2 separate regions of the Gossypium hirsutum genome follow, and region 2 is linked to region 1. A link is a contact called in public Hi-C data. All regions are on one chromosome and are shown on one strand. The core of a region is the stretch at or near the end of the contact, and the rest is flanking DNA. Distances in the headings are between cores, read along the strand shown. Region 1 holds the start of LOC121203067 (bifunctional protein FolD 4, chloroplastic-like). Region 2 holds the start of LOC107915691 (cAMP-regulated phosphoprotein 21).

What was found. Hi-C and Micro-C count contacts between places; a contact is called where the count stands out from the background.
Region 2: a contact with region 1 is called in a Hi-C map of leaf, with 2.6 times the contacts expected there. The contact joins the promoter of LOC107915691 here to the promoter of LOC121203067 in region 1. A contact is called at or near these places in 3 of 34 Hi-C or Micro-C datasets (all in leaf).

What each region holds. Positions count from the first base shown.
Region 1 is chrD10:58,951,170-58,958,874 of Gossypium_hirsutum_v2.1, forward strand. It overlaps LOC121203067 (bifunctional protein FolD 4, chloroplastic-like), which reads right to left and starts at 3,636. Exons shown (of 6, transcript XM_016844830.2): 1 at 3,194-3,636; 2 at 2,816-2,992; 3 at 2,668-2,813; 4 at 2,298-2,534; 5 at 2,039-2,206; 6 at 1,287-1,895. The coding sequence starts at 3,380. The coding sequence ends at 1,725. It overlaps LOC107915703 ((+)-neomenthol dehydrogenase), which reads left to right. Exons shown (of 6, transcript XM_016844833.2): 5 at 252-428; 6 at 498-992. The coding sequence ends at 875.
Region 2 is chrD10:59,087,159-59,094,863 of Gossypium_hirsutum_v2.1, forward strand. It overlaps LOC107915691 (cAMP-regulated phosphoprotein 21), which reads left to right and starts at 5,099. Exons shown (of 6, transcript XM_041103452.1): 1 at 5,099-5,619; 2 at 7,611-7,705. The coding sequence starts at 5,376.

The sequences.
Region 1 (7,705 bases), core at 2,386-4,885:
TGGATCTATGTTTTTCCGATACTAGACTATAGCAGGTTAGCCTTTTGGAATTTGGATGGACCTAATAATCCCACACTTGGTTTAGTATCAACTCTTTATCCTAAACATATTTCTTGATTGCTTGGGGATTATAGCTACTAAGTGGTAAGTATTTAGTGATAGAAAGTTTATCCAAAAGAACTATCCTGAATGCTCAAAGATGTTTTAGAACACCTCTTGTAAATGAGTAAGCTTCTTCCTCCTTGATACAGCCTGGTGCACAACCAAACTGGGGTAGTCTGCTGACTCAATCACCAGAGTTATCCGAGCAATGCCTTCAAACAAACTACTACGGCGCCAAAAGAATGTGCGAATCACTTATTCAGCTTCTCCAGCTATCCAGTTCACCGAGAATTGTAAATGTTTCTTCTTCTATGGGGAAGTTAAAAGTAAGAAGATGAAAATAATCAATTGCTGGTATCATCGGTTTCAGCCTAAATTTTCTTCTTGTGTCTCAGAATGTATCGAACGAATGGGCAAAAGCAGTCCTGAGTGATGTTGGGAATCTTACAGAAGACAAGGTGGATGAGATATTGAGCCAGTATATGAAAGATTTCAAGGAGGGTTCATTGCAAGAGAAGGGTTGGCCTGCTTTTATGTCAGCCTACATACTGTCTAAAGCAGCCATGAATGCCTACACAAGGATCCTGGCTAAGAAATATCCCAATTTCATCATCAACTGTGTCTGCCCTGGCTTTGTGAAAACAGACATGAACTTCAATAGTGGGATCTTAAGTGTTGAAGAAGGTGCAGAGAGTCCTGTGAGATTAGCATTGTTGCCTAATAATGGCCCTTCTGGTCTCTTCTTTGCTAGGAAAGAAGAGTCAGAATTTTAATCAAAGCTTGCTTGATTCAAGTAAGTTAAGCTTGTGAAGATGTGTTTTGAGTGTTGTGTGGTTGGCGTGTAAAGTTACAGAAAACTCTAATAAAAGCATTTGGAAGAATAAGAGTTATGATATTTGTACAATAATAATGTAATCCACATAGCTTGTAACCAGACATGCAATGATCTAATTGGCCAAAATATTTGTCAACAATATTATTGTTCTTGTTGCAGTTTCAAGCTCTGAAGATACTGGAACAATGCTAAGTTGTAGCGTTTTATCCGAGTAATTTGTCAAAATGGTGAAAACTTGTCAATTCAAAACTTGCAATTGAAAGCACTATTGTATCACGATTCTTTGACTATAATCTAAGAGAAACAAGTCGGCTTTTGGCGATCATTGCATATACAAAAACAGGATTAAACCAAATTAGGATCAAATCCTCTTATAAAAACAAATAAATGCATACTAGTGGTTTCACAACTAACAAGACTAGACTTTTTGATTGTTGCCAAAATTAAGCTTTGTTACAAATGACACGGTATTTATCCAAAGGAGCAATGTTTAGTTGGAAGCTTAGCACAGAAAAGCTAAGTCTATAACATTGCTACTTGAGAAAAAGCTTCATATGAACATTATGGCAGTCTCAGAACCTTGAATCTACACTCATTCAATGTATTTCGTTATGGCAAAACAGAACTGTCACTATGATAACATTTGTATAAACCGTATTATTTGTAATGGATTAGCCGAGCAAGTTTGTTTGGTGAATTGAGCACTCAAATGCAGTCAAAGGGAGAGTCTAACCAGCAACATAGACAAGTTGCCACAAGTGCAACTTGAGCCAAATGGATAAAATTCTCAATTGAAGTTATATGCCCTCTTTGCTGAACTGACTGTGTTAGAGAGAAGCATTGCTATTGTCATAGGACCTACACCCCCTGGAACTGGAGTAACGGCTGCAGCAATCTTGCAGGCCTCGTCATAACAAACATCTCCAACTAACCGATATCCTCGAGGACTACTTGCATCCTTTCACATGGAACAACATATTACTTGTCAGTTAACCGAGGGGAGAAGGGATTCCAGAAAAAAAGTGAGCGACTCTAAAGTGTCACTAACCAAGTCAGAAGAGGGCACAAATAAGAAAGACAAGAATGAAAAAGTCCACCAACCTCAACTGGATTTATTCCAACATCAATAATAACAGCACCTGGCTTTATCCAGCTACCTCTCACCATATTTGGCTGTCCCACAGCAGATATTATGATATCTGCCTGTCTTGTAATTTCCTCAGGATTCTTGGTTCTAGAATGGACAATAGTTACAGTAGCATCTTCCCTCTACCAATATCAAGACACTGTTAGGGGGTAAAAAGAAATAAGAAATTATGTGTCCAGAGATAATACAAATGAGTAGGAGAAGAGTCATTACTTGCAGTAACAGAGCTGCAGGCATTCCAACGATATTACTCCGGCCAATGACAACAGCCCTCTTTCCTTTAATATCAACACCATATCTATGCAATAGTTCTATGCATCCTTTAGGGGTACATGGAACGAACATGGGTTCTCTACCTCGCATGGCAAGACGACCAATGTTCAATGGGTGGAAGCCATCCACATCTTTCTCAATCATAACAGCATTTAAAATGTTCTGCTCATTCATATGCTGGTGGAAATCCATGAAGCAGAATTAAGAGCCATGATTGCTTTCAAGCATGCAAACCCCATATACTACATATAGTATGATTGACATAAAGAGGATAAACATGCAGGTTTTCAAAATTAGATTAGAATCATACAGAAGGTAGAGGCAATTGAACAAGGATGCCATGAACCGAAGGATCACCATTGAAGTCAGAGATATACTTGAGAACTTCTTGCTCAGAAGCCTCATTAGGTAAATTTACTTCAAAGGACTTAATCCCTACAGATTCACAAGCTTTTTCTTGTTCCGCACATAAGTAGCAGAGTCCTTCCTATCCCCAACTAGAATAACGGCTAATCCAGGAACAACTCCAATTGCTTCCTTCAGCTTTGTTACTTCAGCACTTATTTCTTCTCTTATTTGCTTTGCCACTGATTTCCCATCGATCACCTTAGCGGATGGCTCAGCAGCCATTGAAGCTGTATAACAACAAACCAAAACCAGCCTTAATGATCCCATATTCCCATTTCCATATGAAAATTACTGTGATAAAATATTTAAGCCCTCGTAATGCAGTCTGAGCGTTTGACGAAATGCGACAATGACAGAAAATAACATAAAAGAAAAATTATAACAATATATAATATAACAAACTGAAAACTTCCGAAAATTTCCCATACCTGTAATGAAACGAGAAGAACGTGGAGCGTGGAGAGAGAGGGCTCGAGGAAGGGCAGCGGTATGTGAGAAAACATGAAGTGGACCCACAAACCGGCGAAGGAAAACGAGACTATTGCTGAAACGGGTAAAGGAGAGGCGATGGACGGAGGCAGCGGAAGAAGGATCAGATAATATCATGGACGCCATAGTGTTATGAGTCCAGAAACGACGGTGGAGTAAACTAAACGTTGCGTTGGTATTTTTAGGGCCGCACTTGAAATGCAGAGATAAAGACGGAAAAGGGAGCTGATTCTCAGGTTTTCACTTTGCAAGTGGCTTTGGCGGCGCTACTCTGCACTGCTCGTTTATTTTTGTTTTATTTATTTGGTTTAAAAAATGTGAACTTTTTCATTAGTATCAATTTGTTTTTATTTTGGGTTTAGGCCTAACCAGTTGGGGCTTTTGGTTTTGGGTATAAAATGGGTTATAGGATTTTGAGTTTTAGTTTAATATATATATTATATTTAACAAGTATGTTAAGGTAGTTAATTTGATTTTAAATATTTTAAAAGTCAAAATTAAAATTGACCCGAAATCACCATCCAAACTTACATTGAAAATCTATACAAATTAAATCGCATCAGTTCGATCAGTTTGGATAATTTTATTCGAGCTTACACTAATAAAATTAGAAAAAAAACGAAATTCCTACTAACTTATACTTTTAAGTACTAGCAAGCATGGTAAGAAAACACAATACAAATATAAGATTAAGAACATATTAAAAGTGTTGTTAACTCAAATTCTAGCTTACAAATGAGGGAGGATGATTCCTTATTAGAAAAGACTCTTTTGATCCAATAAATATGATTAATATAAGTGTATAGTTAAAATAAAAATTTTCTATTTAGGCTCTTAAAATGAAATTTTTTTTATTTAAGCCCTTTAAAGTTTTTAAAATTTTAAATTAGTAAATTTAATATTGCACTTTAGTTTTTCTAAAAATAATAAAAATTCGATTTAAACTTTTAAAAATTATAAAGATGTAGACTACTTAAATGGTGAAATTATATTTTTACTATCTTAAAAATTAAATTTTAATTTCAACCCTCCTAAAAAGAATTTCTACCTTCACCCAGGTTCAGAAGCATCTTGTTCTGAAATTGTTATACCTAAAAAAATAATACTGTGCTTAATTAATGACTTAAAAGCATTTGGAGTCTCGAGTCCTTATCTTTTGCCTTTAATTGAAAATCAATTTCAATTTCAATTTCAATTTCAATTTCTTTTCCTTAGCTAAGAAACAAGGTGACTTTAGAAGTGAAAGTTTTTTTTTTCATTTGAGGTTTTAGCTTTTTAAGTTTATCTTTTATTAAATAACTTGGTATTTAGGAATTATATTATATTTTGTTTTTTTTTAATTACTCTTTCAATTCTATAAAAAAAAATTGTTCTGATTTTTTGGCTTTGGTTTTAACTGGTTGAGGCATTTGGGCTTGGGATTTAATTTGAGTTTGGGTGTAAAATTAGTTATAGGATATTGAGTTTGAGTTTAACATATATTATATTTAATAAATATGTTAAGTCAGTTAATTTTATTTCAAAAATTTTGAAATTCAAAATCGAAACTAACTAGAAATTACCATCCAAGCTTACATTGAAAATTTATACAAATAAAATTCAGTCGATTTGATCGGTTTAAACAATTTTATTTGAGTTTATACTAATAAAATTAGAGAAAATAAAATTTACACTCACGTATGCTTTTAAATCCTAACAGGCACAATAAAAAAACACAATGCAAATATAAGAAAATATTGAAAGTGTTATTAATTCAAAACAAGAAAAGACGGTTTTGATAGTCAAGATTCAATAAATATGATTAATATAAGTGTATAATAAAAATGGAAAATTTTTTATTTAGGTCAATTTAAAATTTTCATTCAAGCCCTTTAAAGTTTTTAAAATTTAAAATTAATAAATATAAAATTGTACTTTAACCCCCTAAAAATGATAAATTTTGATTTAATCCTTTGAAAATTTATAAAGATATAGGCTATTCAAATGGTGGAACTACATTTTTACTATCGCGAAAATTAAAATTTAATTTCGGTCCTCCTAAAAAAGTTTTTTACTCAAAAACATTTTTTTTACTAAATAACTTGGCATTTAGGAATTTTATTTTATTTTATTTTTGTAATTACTCTTTCATTTCTATAAAAAATTTCTTCTGATTTTGGGTTTTGGTTCTAGCCGGTTGGGGCATTTGGGCTTGGGATTTAATTTGAGTTTTGGTGTAAAATGAGTTATAGGATATTGAGTTTGAGTTTAACATATATTATATATAATAAGTATGTTAAGTTAGTTAATTCGATTTTAAAAATTTTTAAATTTAAAATCGAAACCGGCTAGAAATTACCATCCAAGCTTATATTGAAAATTTATACAAATAAAATTGCATCGATTCAATTGGTTTGGACAATTTTACTCGAGTTTACACTAATAAAATTAGAGAAAATAAAGTTTACACTCACATATACTTTTAAGTTCTAGCAAGCACGATAAGAAAACATAATGCAAATGTAAGAAAATATTAAAAGTGTTATTAATTCAAATTAGGGGGGTGATGCCTTATTTATAGGAAAGACAATTTTGATCCAATAAATATGATTAATATAAAAGTACGGTCAAGATCAATTCTTTTTTATCCAATAAATATGATTCATATAAGTATGCAATGATAATGGAAAATTTTCTATTTAAGTCTATTTAAAATTTTTATTTAAGTCTTTTAAAGTTTTTAAAATTTAAATTTAATAAATATAAAATTGTAGTTTGGCCCCTAAAAATGATAAAATTTGATTTAATTTTTTTTAAAATTATAAAGATATAAACTATTCAAATGATGAAATTATATTTTTATTATCGTAAAAATTAAAATTTAATTATCATGACTTAAAACGCATTTGGAGTCCCGAGTCCTTGTATTTTGCCTTTAATTGAAATTCAATTTCAATTTTTTTTGCTTAGCTAATTTCCATTGTTTTGTGCGCAAGGTGGTGGTGGAACGCACCACCATGCTGCCAAAATTCGTTTGCTTCATTTTAATCAGTCTTTAATGCACATGGGTGGAGGCCCAATCATTGTTAATGAAATACGAAATAGTGACTATTTTGTAATTATTTCAAAATTTAATGATTTAATTTTATTTTAATTTGTATCTTTTGATTCAAATGTTTTTAAGTATGTAGCCCAAAGGAGTAATAAGCTAGTAGACTCTTTTAAGCTTACAGGGTTTCGTAGATTTGAGGGCTTAAAAATATACTCAATTCAACTACATGATATTGTGCTTAAGTATATTTTATTATAAGATATTAAATACTCGTTTTATAGTTTATGTTTGAAGTTTCCGACTCCTTTTTCTAACAATGTTACTTCTAAATATCAAATTTACATTCTCTCTTTGTGTAACGAATTTTGTCATTACACTTAATGTTTGTTGATTAATTATATTTTTTTATTAGTGAATTGTTAATGGACCTTTTATTCGAAAAGTATATATTATCTAATCAAATGCATATTTTATTTAATAACAAAATTAGCTAATTTTAAAAGTCACGTACTCAATTCATTTTCTTTTCCATTTTAATATGATTGCAAATTTCCATTTTCATTTTCATTTTCATTTCCATTTCTTGAAACCTACCTTCATTTCCAAATGATTCCATTTATCCATTTCGGAGAAAACCATAATCATTCCTGAATATCCGTTCTCCCAATATGATCTTATTTTATCCCATGGTAATCATTACATCTTCCTTCATGAAAAGTCAATCACTATCAAATTGTAGTCAAGTCATCCATCACAAAGACGGATGACCCGTAGACACATTTACTTTTCATCAACCATGTAATGCCAATGAGAGGACATCATTTACCCATGTTTTGGGCTATGAATTCCACTGTCGTGAATACTACAGAATTCATACACCCAACACACCGGTTTTCGTTTCCTTATCTATTTGAACTCGGGCTTTTACTTACATTAAAGTGTACAAGTCGTGCATACATAGTCCGTCTTCCGCTCAGGATTTAGGTATGTCACACTATGAATGTCATAAGTGAGTAAATCCATAAACGAATTTAGGACCTATTTTTTAGTGGTGTTGGAAACAGTGGTTTCGAGACCACAAATTTGATGAACAAGTTCGTATAATTGGCATTTAAAATATATGAGTCAATAATAATTTTTATATTAAATTTTGGTTTGATGAATTGAACTAATTGAATTAAAAGTTAGTATAAGTAATTCGATTCAAAAGTCAAATAGTTATTGAAAACGAGGTATTAAGACCCCATTTCTGTAATTTAGGGTCGTAAATAATAGGCTTTTTCACTTAAATAATATAAAAATAAAATTAATAACTAAAATATATGTGCATAAGATTATTTACTAAAATGGTATGGTTTTATTGGTGCCGCTTGTCAAATTGACAGCACCGAATTGAAATGGAATAATTTAAAGTATTCAG
Region 2 (7,705 bases), core at 3,849-6,348, 140 kb after region 1:
ATTTCTTAAAATTTAAGCAATTGTGCATTTTCATAGCTGCATTTGTTTTTTTCTTTTGACTAGATAGCTTTTAACATTGCTTCAATTGCATTTATTTGCTTCATTCATTTTAGTGCTGGACAGACTAAATTGTATGGTGGAAAAGTCTCTTCTGTAAATATATTGTAAAAATAAAGGTGAAAAAAAGTGATTGGAGATAAGAAGATAATATATTATTGATGGCTTCATCCTTGCTAACCACAAAATCTCACTCACATTATGGTGGAATTGGATTCTTTACCAATTACTGCTTTTGATCCTATCAGCTTAAATTTGATGAATTTTATATGTACTAGAGTATTGTATCGATGTATGTATAATTTTTTTTATTGATATTAGTCTATTCCAGTGTATCACTTTGGATCTATTGTTATTTTTAAAAAATAATAAAAATATTTATTAATATCAAATAATGAGATTAAATCAATCTCAAATATAAAATACTCATCAATCATATAAAATATTCTCTCTCTCTCTTTTGTAGAAAAACACAGCTTAAAGCGAAAAAACTCAAAATATTACACTAATTCCTCAAAGAAATCACATAATCCACCTCAATTAAACTTCTAGCTGATTGCGGGGGTTCTTCAAACCAATGAACTTCTGTGAAATTTATCGTCATACACTTGATCATATGATTAGCTATTGTATTTTGGAATCTCAGAATATAACGAATAAGAACCTTCCAGCTTCGACTCAATAAATAATGGATAAGACACATTTCAGTCAAATAACTATCTGCAACTCCGCTATAACTCAAAATAAACAAACTCAAAAAAAATTATTCCATAGATTAAATACTAAGACAATCTCATACTATACATATAAGAATGCATAATTAACAGATCTAAAATAAACAATAAAAATTTAAAATTTAAATTCGAATTTAAAAGTATATTTTGAAAAAAAAATTTCTTGTATCGGTTAGTACACTATATTTTAGTTGATACAAACAAAATCAATTTATATACATTAGTACAATCGGTATTAATTAAAATTTACACTGAAATAGAATCTAGATTTTATTATTCCGATAATAAAATCGGAATGAAGCATTCCCACTATTATGAATGGTACTAAAATAGAATCGGTTAACTTAGGGTGGGTTTGGATGAGCGATTGGGTGTGGTGCGTTTAGCTTACTTTTTGTCTCACGCTACAGTGTCGCTATAATATCTAATCTCACCGCCACTACTGTTTTTACACTAACCGTAAGTAAACGCACTGCTCATCCAAACTCACCCTTAAGCTGGATAAATAGATAAGGAAATCGCATTGTAAATACTCAAGAGAAGCGACTTAAATAAGCTTAGGAGTTTACATTTTATGAATTCTACTATATATGTAGATTTTAAAAAAAAAAAAAATATTTTCTGGTGTTTAAATGATTCTGCGTAAAATATTCTCTATTGTTTGACAAAAAAAACTTAAATCACTTTTCAAACTTATTTTAAGTGAACTAAACATATCATAAATTATATTTGTTATAAAATATTGTAGAAGGATTTTCCTTTGATAATCAAAATATGTTTTATTATAATATAATATTTTATATAGACTTAATAATAAAAAATATCTAATTAAAATTTAATTTGAAGTTAAGTATATATATGCCAGCTGAGTCTTAGCTCGATTGACATCGGCATTATTGCCAATGTAGGAGGACGTGGGTTCAAGTGCACTGAAGCATATTATCCTCTTATTTAAGGGTGGGGAGAGGTTATGGGTAGTTTAGACATTATATAAAAAAGAGCATATATGACAATAACCTATAATAATAAGATTAATGTTATCAGGTAGATGTTGCACCCTAAGCTAATTACTTTTAGAGTAAAAAAATGTATTCTGTTTTTATATATGTTGTAGATATGGCTCAAAAAGTCAATTATCCGATGTATCCTACTATTAATAAAGGTATGGAATGTTGTCTTTTTAACCAATAATATATTATTTATTAAAACATAAATGTATAAAATGGTTCTTCAATATCTACAACCATAAGTAGGGGTGTGTAAAATTTGGGTAAAACCGAAAAAATTCGATTAACCGACCGATTAATAATATATTATTTATTAAAACATAAATGTATAAAATGATTCTTCAATATCTACAGCCATAAGTAGGGTGTGCAAAATTCGGGTAAAACCGAAAAAATTTGGTTAACCGACTGAATTCGGTTAATCGATCTATTAATCGAATTTTTTCGGTCGGTGGTCGGTTAATTATTTTTTGATTTTTCGGTTAACGGTTAATTCGGTTCGAAATCGGTCAATTAACCGAATTTTTTCGATTTAACCAAAAAATTAATAAATAAAATTATAATATATAAATAAGCCCACTATTCACTTAAAACCAATCCAAACCCAAGTATTCAACCCAACCCAATTACCCAACTCAACCCAATCACAAAAATTACAAATAATTTAATAAATAAAAATAAAATTCTAAAACTAAAACTAAAACTAAAACTAAAACTAAAGTCTAAAAGTCTAAAAATAATTTAATTATGTAGTGATTCAATTTGGTTAATTCGGGTAATCCGGTTAATTCGGATAATTCGGTTAATTTTTAACCAAAAATAAAAACTATATAATTTTCGGTTAATTCGGTTAACCAACCGAATTAACCGAAAAAATTTCGGTTCGGTTAATTTTTTCTGAAAAAATTTCGGTTCGATTAACGGTTAAAAATTTTGAAAGGTCAGTTAATTCGGTTAATGTTATTTCGGGTTGATTAACCGAATGAACACCCCTAGCCATAAGATGTCTGATCTTAATGGACATCTATATATTTAATCAAAACCTACGTTATATCAATTGAAAATTTAGAGGGCAAAGGTAGAAAATTATGTTTATATATATATGGTAAAATTATAGTTTGATTCTTTAATAAATGATAATATTTTGTTTTAATTATTCTAAAAACTATAAAGATATATTAGAAATTCTATAGCGTACGCGTATGCATCACGTATTTAGAATACAAAGGTGTGTTTAAAAATAACATATAATAAATAATAATAATAGCACATTAAATATGTACGATATTAAAATGAGAAATATAGATTAAATTAGGAGTAAAATAAGATTTAAACACAAAACACATAAAATTAAGAATACTAAGTGAAAAAAATTATTTATCATTGTTTGTCATCAATCTTCAGTTAAATAGTTTCCCAAGAAATGATATTTAAGCTAGAGATGATGGCTAAACGTTAAACGGTCGTTGGTTTGTTTGAAGTCTTGAGAATTAAGATTCATAAACCGATTGGATGTAATTCATGTTCTTGCTAGTTAATTATAGGACTCCAAGGCGACATGATTGATGGGTGTGAGAATGATCATAGCAGTGGAAAAATATTTTCCAAGGTTTTAATACAAGACGCATGCATCATATTGCATTCTTGATATGTTGCTGAAATGAAAATATTTACTTAATACAAAGATAGTAATTAGTGAATCTTTATCTTTTGAGGTGCTGTGAGGGTGTCACACCTGTGATGGCACCACCAAACACGACAGTGCCTACGGTTGCGACAACGACAATCCGGTGGCCGGCGGATGGTCGGCCGCGACGGTTCTTTGATGGTTAAGTAGTGGAAGACTTACTGAAACTCTACCAGAGAATTTGATTTCGGATTAATTATTTCAAAATTATTATTATTTTCATATATTTAATATTTAATATTTAATTTAATACTTATCTTAAAAATATTTTATTAATTTAATATTAAAGTGATTATATTAATATTAAATTAAATTTAATATTTATCTTGTAGATAAATATTCTATTAATTTAATAAGATTTAATATTAAAATAATTAAGTTTAATCATAGTTGGACTATCTAAACTCTCTTATTATATAAACACCTCTTATATAAAACAGAGCACTAGGTCATTATTTTTCACACAATTAAATTCAAGAGAAAGTTGTAGAGAGAAAATTCTCTAAGGAAAATTATTTTAGAAAATTTTTAGAGATATTTTTCTTATTTACAACTTGATCCCAAAGTTTAGAGAAATTATAAAATTACCACATTAGTAATTTTGTGAAAATTTTATGTTTCGAAGTGAGTCCAAACTCGACAAACTTGAGCTTGAGGAAAGCAGAGAATACTACTTGATTGAAGCGTTCATCTTAGGTATTAATTATTTTAGATATCATAATCAAGTTCTAATTTTGGAAAAAAAATTAAAATTATAGTTTTTCCCTAAACTTATTTTTTGTTGTATTTAGAAACCTAATTTCCCAACATGAAGAAGATAACGAAGAGAGGAAAATGAAATAGAATGGAGTTGAATCCTCTGTGGGAAGTCATTTCTCATCTATTAATAGCCTTTTAAACGCGATCTTCCATTGTAACCAATCATCCATAATCATTTTGTTTTCCACTAAGAAAACTACTTGTTCTAATCCAATCAAACAAAATTTGGACATCAAACTTATCCAATTTTAGTTGCTATTTTTTCCTGATTTTCCGATAGAAGCCACCAACTTATGGTTTCTTTCAATTTAACCTCTAATTGTTCCAAATCATTGAGTTTCAAGAGAAACCAGGTGTGACATAAAATATGTTATTGATTCCTATACTTTGATCAAAATTGAGATTTAGTCCAGATAACTAAAAATTTAAAAATTAAGTATTTTACTTTTTTGATTTAAAAATATTAGTCTAGTCAATAAAATTGGGAATTGCCAAAATTTGTTAACATGACATATGATTAATCGAAAATAAACATGTTAAATTGATAAAATTTGACAGAAACTACTGACGACATAAATGATTGGACAAGTATTTTTAAATTGAAAAAGTAAAATGATTGAATTTTTAACTTTTAATGTACAGGGACCAAATATCAAAATTTATACAAGTACAGGGACTAATCTTAGAAATATATTTCCAATTAAAACTTAAAGGAGATATTGGTCTGTGCGGTGGGACACAATGTTTCACGCGTAACCTATCAAATCAAAGTCACAGTAATAAAATTCCAAACCCTATCCCCTATCCCCTCTTCCTCTTTTTATTATTATTGTCCACCATAATAATAAAGGAATAATAAATAATTATTTATTATATAAATATAGAAGTAATAATTGGGATATATGGCATCGGTTCCGTCCTTCTCTCCGACTTTTTCCCAATCCCAAAATCTCCAAACCCTAACCCTATCGAATCATTAATTTCTCATGAAATTTACTCTCCTTTTTTGCTTCCCTCTCTCCCTTTTAGATTCTCCTCTCCTCAAACCCTAGCTCCTATTTCCCCCCCTTCTTTCGATTGGTATAGCCCCCGCGAAAAGCAACTTCCGCTATTCTTTTTTTTTTTCCCACCATGGAAGGCTCTGTGGTGGAGGATCTCGGGGCGCCGGACTCGTGGGAGGTGGCCGATTTGGACGCTACAATGAGCCGCTTGATGCTCTCTTCTAACAAAGAATCCAAGCCGGAATTTCCCGATGCTACTTCTTCAGCTTCTGCTTCTGGTTCTCCGGACGAGAAGGTGGTTTCGGAGGATGCCATTAACGAGGTTGATCAGTTTCTCCGCGAGGCAATTCAAAACCCCCGTGAGCGCCTTTCCAGTAAGTCTCTCTCTCTCTCTCTCTCTCTCTCTCTCTCTCTCTCTTCTGTTTGCAGAAAATTCATTAGGGTTCTTGGATTTAGGGATTTCTGTTTGGAACAAGAATGGTAGATAATAGGATTATTGGACATTCAAGCTGTTTGTTAACCCTTTTTTTTTTATCTTTTGTTGTTTTCTCTCCCTATGTCTAACCAGTGTGTTTCTTCACTGGACCTTATCCTAGTAGCTTCTGAACACCTTTGATTGAAAAACAAAATTGGGTATTGAATTCTTCTTGGAACTAATCATGTCGTTGGTGCATATGCGGTATTTAATAATTAATATCCTAAATTGCAACATTCTAATCAGGCTTTATTTGTAATGTTCGATTACAAATGAGTACTTAACTTTGAATTTGTACATTTGATATGCTAAGGTTGTTAAATTGTAATAGTGAATTTGATATGCTAACATGGCTGGTGACCCTTGCATAACTCATTATGTTCCAATGACTAGAATGAAGCTCGTGAACTTAGTCAGGTAACAAAGATATGATGAAGGGTCTCTTAGAAGATTCTTAGCATTTTATAGTAGCACAAATAAATTGTCTGCCTTTCAAAATTTGGCTATTTAAGAATGCATTTGGAGGGGTAATAAAGAATGCGTTGATAGCACAAGTTGAAAGTGGATCATATTTGAAATTGGATCATCAAAAAAGAAAATTAGGATGCAAGGCTAGTTCACTATTCTGATGCGAAAAAAGATGAATATGGAAGGTCTCTAACGCATTGCTGGAATAAGAGTCATAAGTCTACGAGAGTTCCATGACTTCTGGGCTTTGTTATGCAGTTGTTTCTTTTTTTATCTGGAATTTGTTTTAATTAATTAAAACTGAGAGTTGGAAGTGATGAACATCATCTTGAAATCAAGGCGTTATAGATTATTTGCTAAATATTCCTTCTGTATAGTTGAGGGGAAATTATTTTAGTTCGTTTCCCACTTTTGTTCAAAAATACACAGCTTTATAGATTATTTGCTAAATATTCCTTCTGTATAGTTGAGGGGAAATTATTTTAGTTCGTTTCCCACTTTTGTTCAAAAATACACAGCTTTTGCTTCAGTTGGTAAGGCCAGTTTGATCATATACCTTCTCTGGAAGGAAAAGCCATTTTTTTTTGAAAGACTAGATTCTTGTTGATAAATCTAACTCCATTAAATACTTCTCTTGGGATTCGGTAAATCTGAATTGCCAGAAAGGGTAAAAATTGTAAAATTAATAACTAAAATCTGCTAAAAATTGTCTTATTACTGCAGCCTTCAATGATTTCTTTTGAGCTGCCTGGTACTATTTGTTTCAAAAGTACATTTTCATGAGCAAGGATTCTAGAAAATCATCCTTTAAAAGCTTCTCTTGCTGAAGCCTTCTGCAAGTTTTATCTTTTTAACTTCCATATAGGGACTTTTAGGTTGGCTAACAAGAGAGATATGTTAGGGCTGCATGATGCGAGAAAGTGTCTGAAGTCTTTTTTTTTGGGGGAAAGAAAAGAGTCTAAAGTTTGAATATGATTGATTGGGGATGATAACCAGTATAGTGGCTTTTAAGTAAGAATGACTCCTTTACTAGGTAGTTAATATCACATTGATACTTTAGCTATTCATTCCTTGATAAGCTTTAAGTTCTTCATCGAATCTGCTACATGCCTTCTGCAAAGGAAGCTTTTTGGTTTCTTTTATGTGCTTTTTCTAGCATTAAAAAGTATGCCCTTTTGATTTTAATATTCACTTGTGAACTTGATTATTATCATTTTTTGATTCATTCTTTTAAGAGGAAAATATAGTCTTTCTTTACAGCTGTGGCTTTCATTCTTTTTATTTTAAAGCATCATATTCTGGCACTTAATCTTTTGACTGCTATAGTATCTTTGAAGAATGAGTGTGCTGTCTGTTTCAATATTTGAGCAAGAGTGCTTTTCTCTACTTGTGAACTGAGAATTCTTAATTTCTTTTGTTCAGTCCTGAGGATGGAACAAGATGTTGAAAAATTTATCCGTGATCCTAATCAGCAGCAATTTGAGTTCCAGCAGCTGCCTACATCATATTTAAGGTTG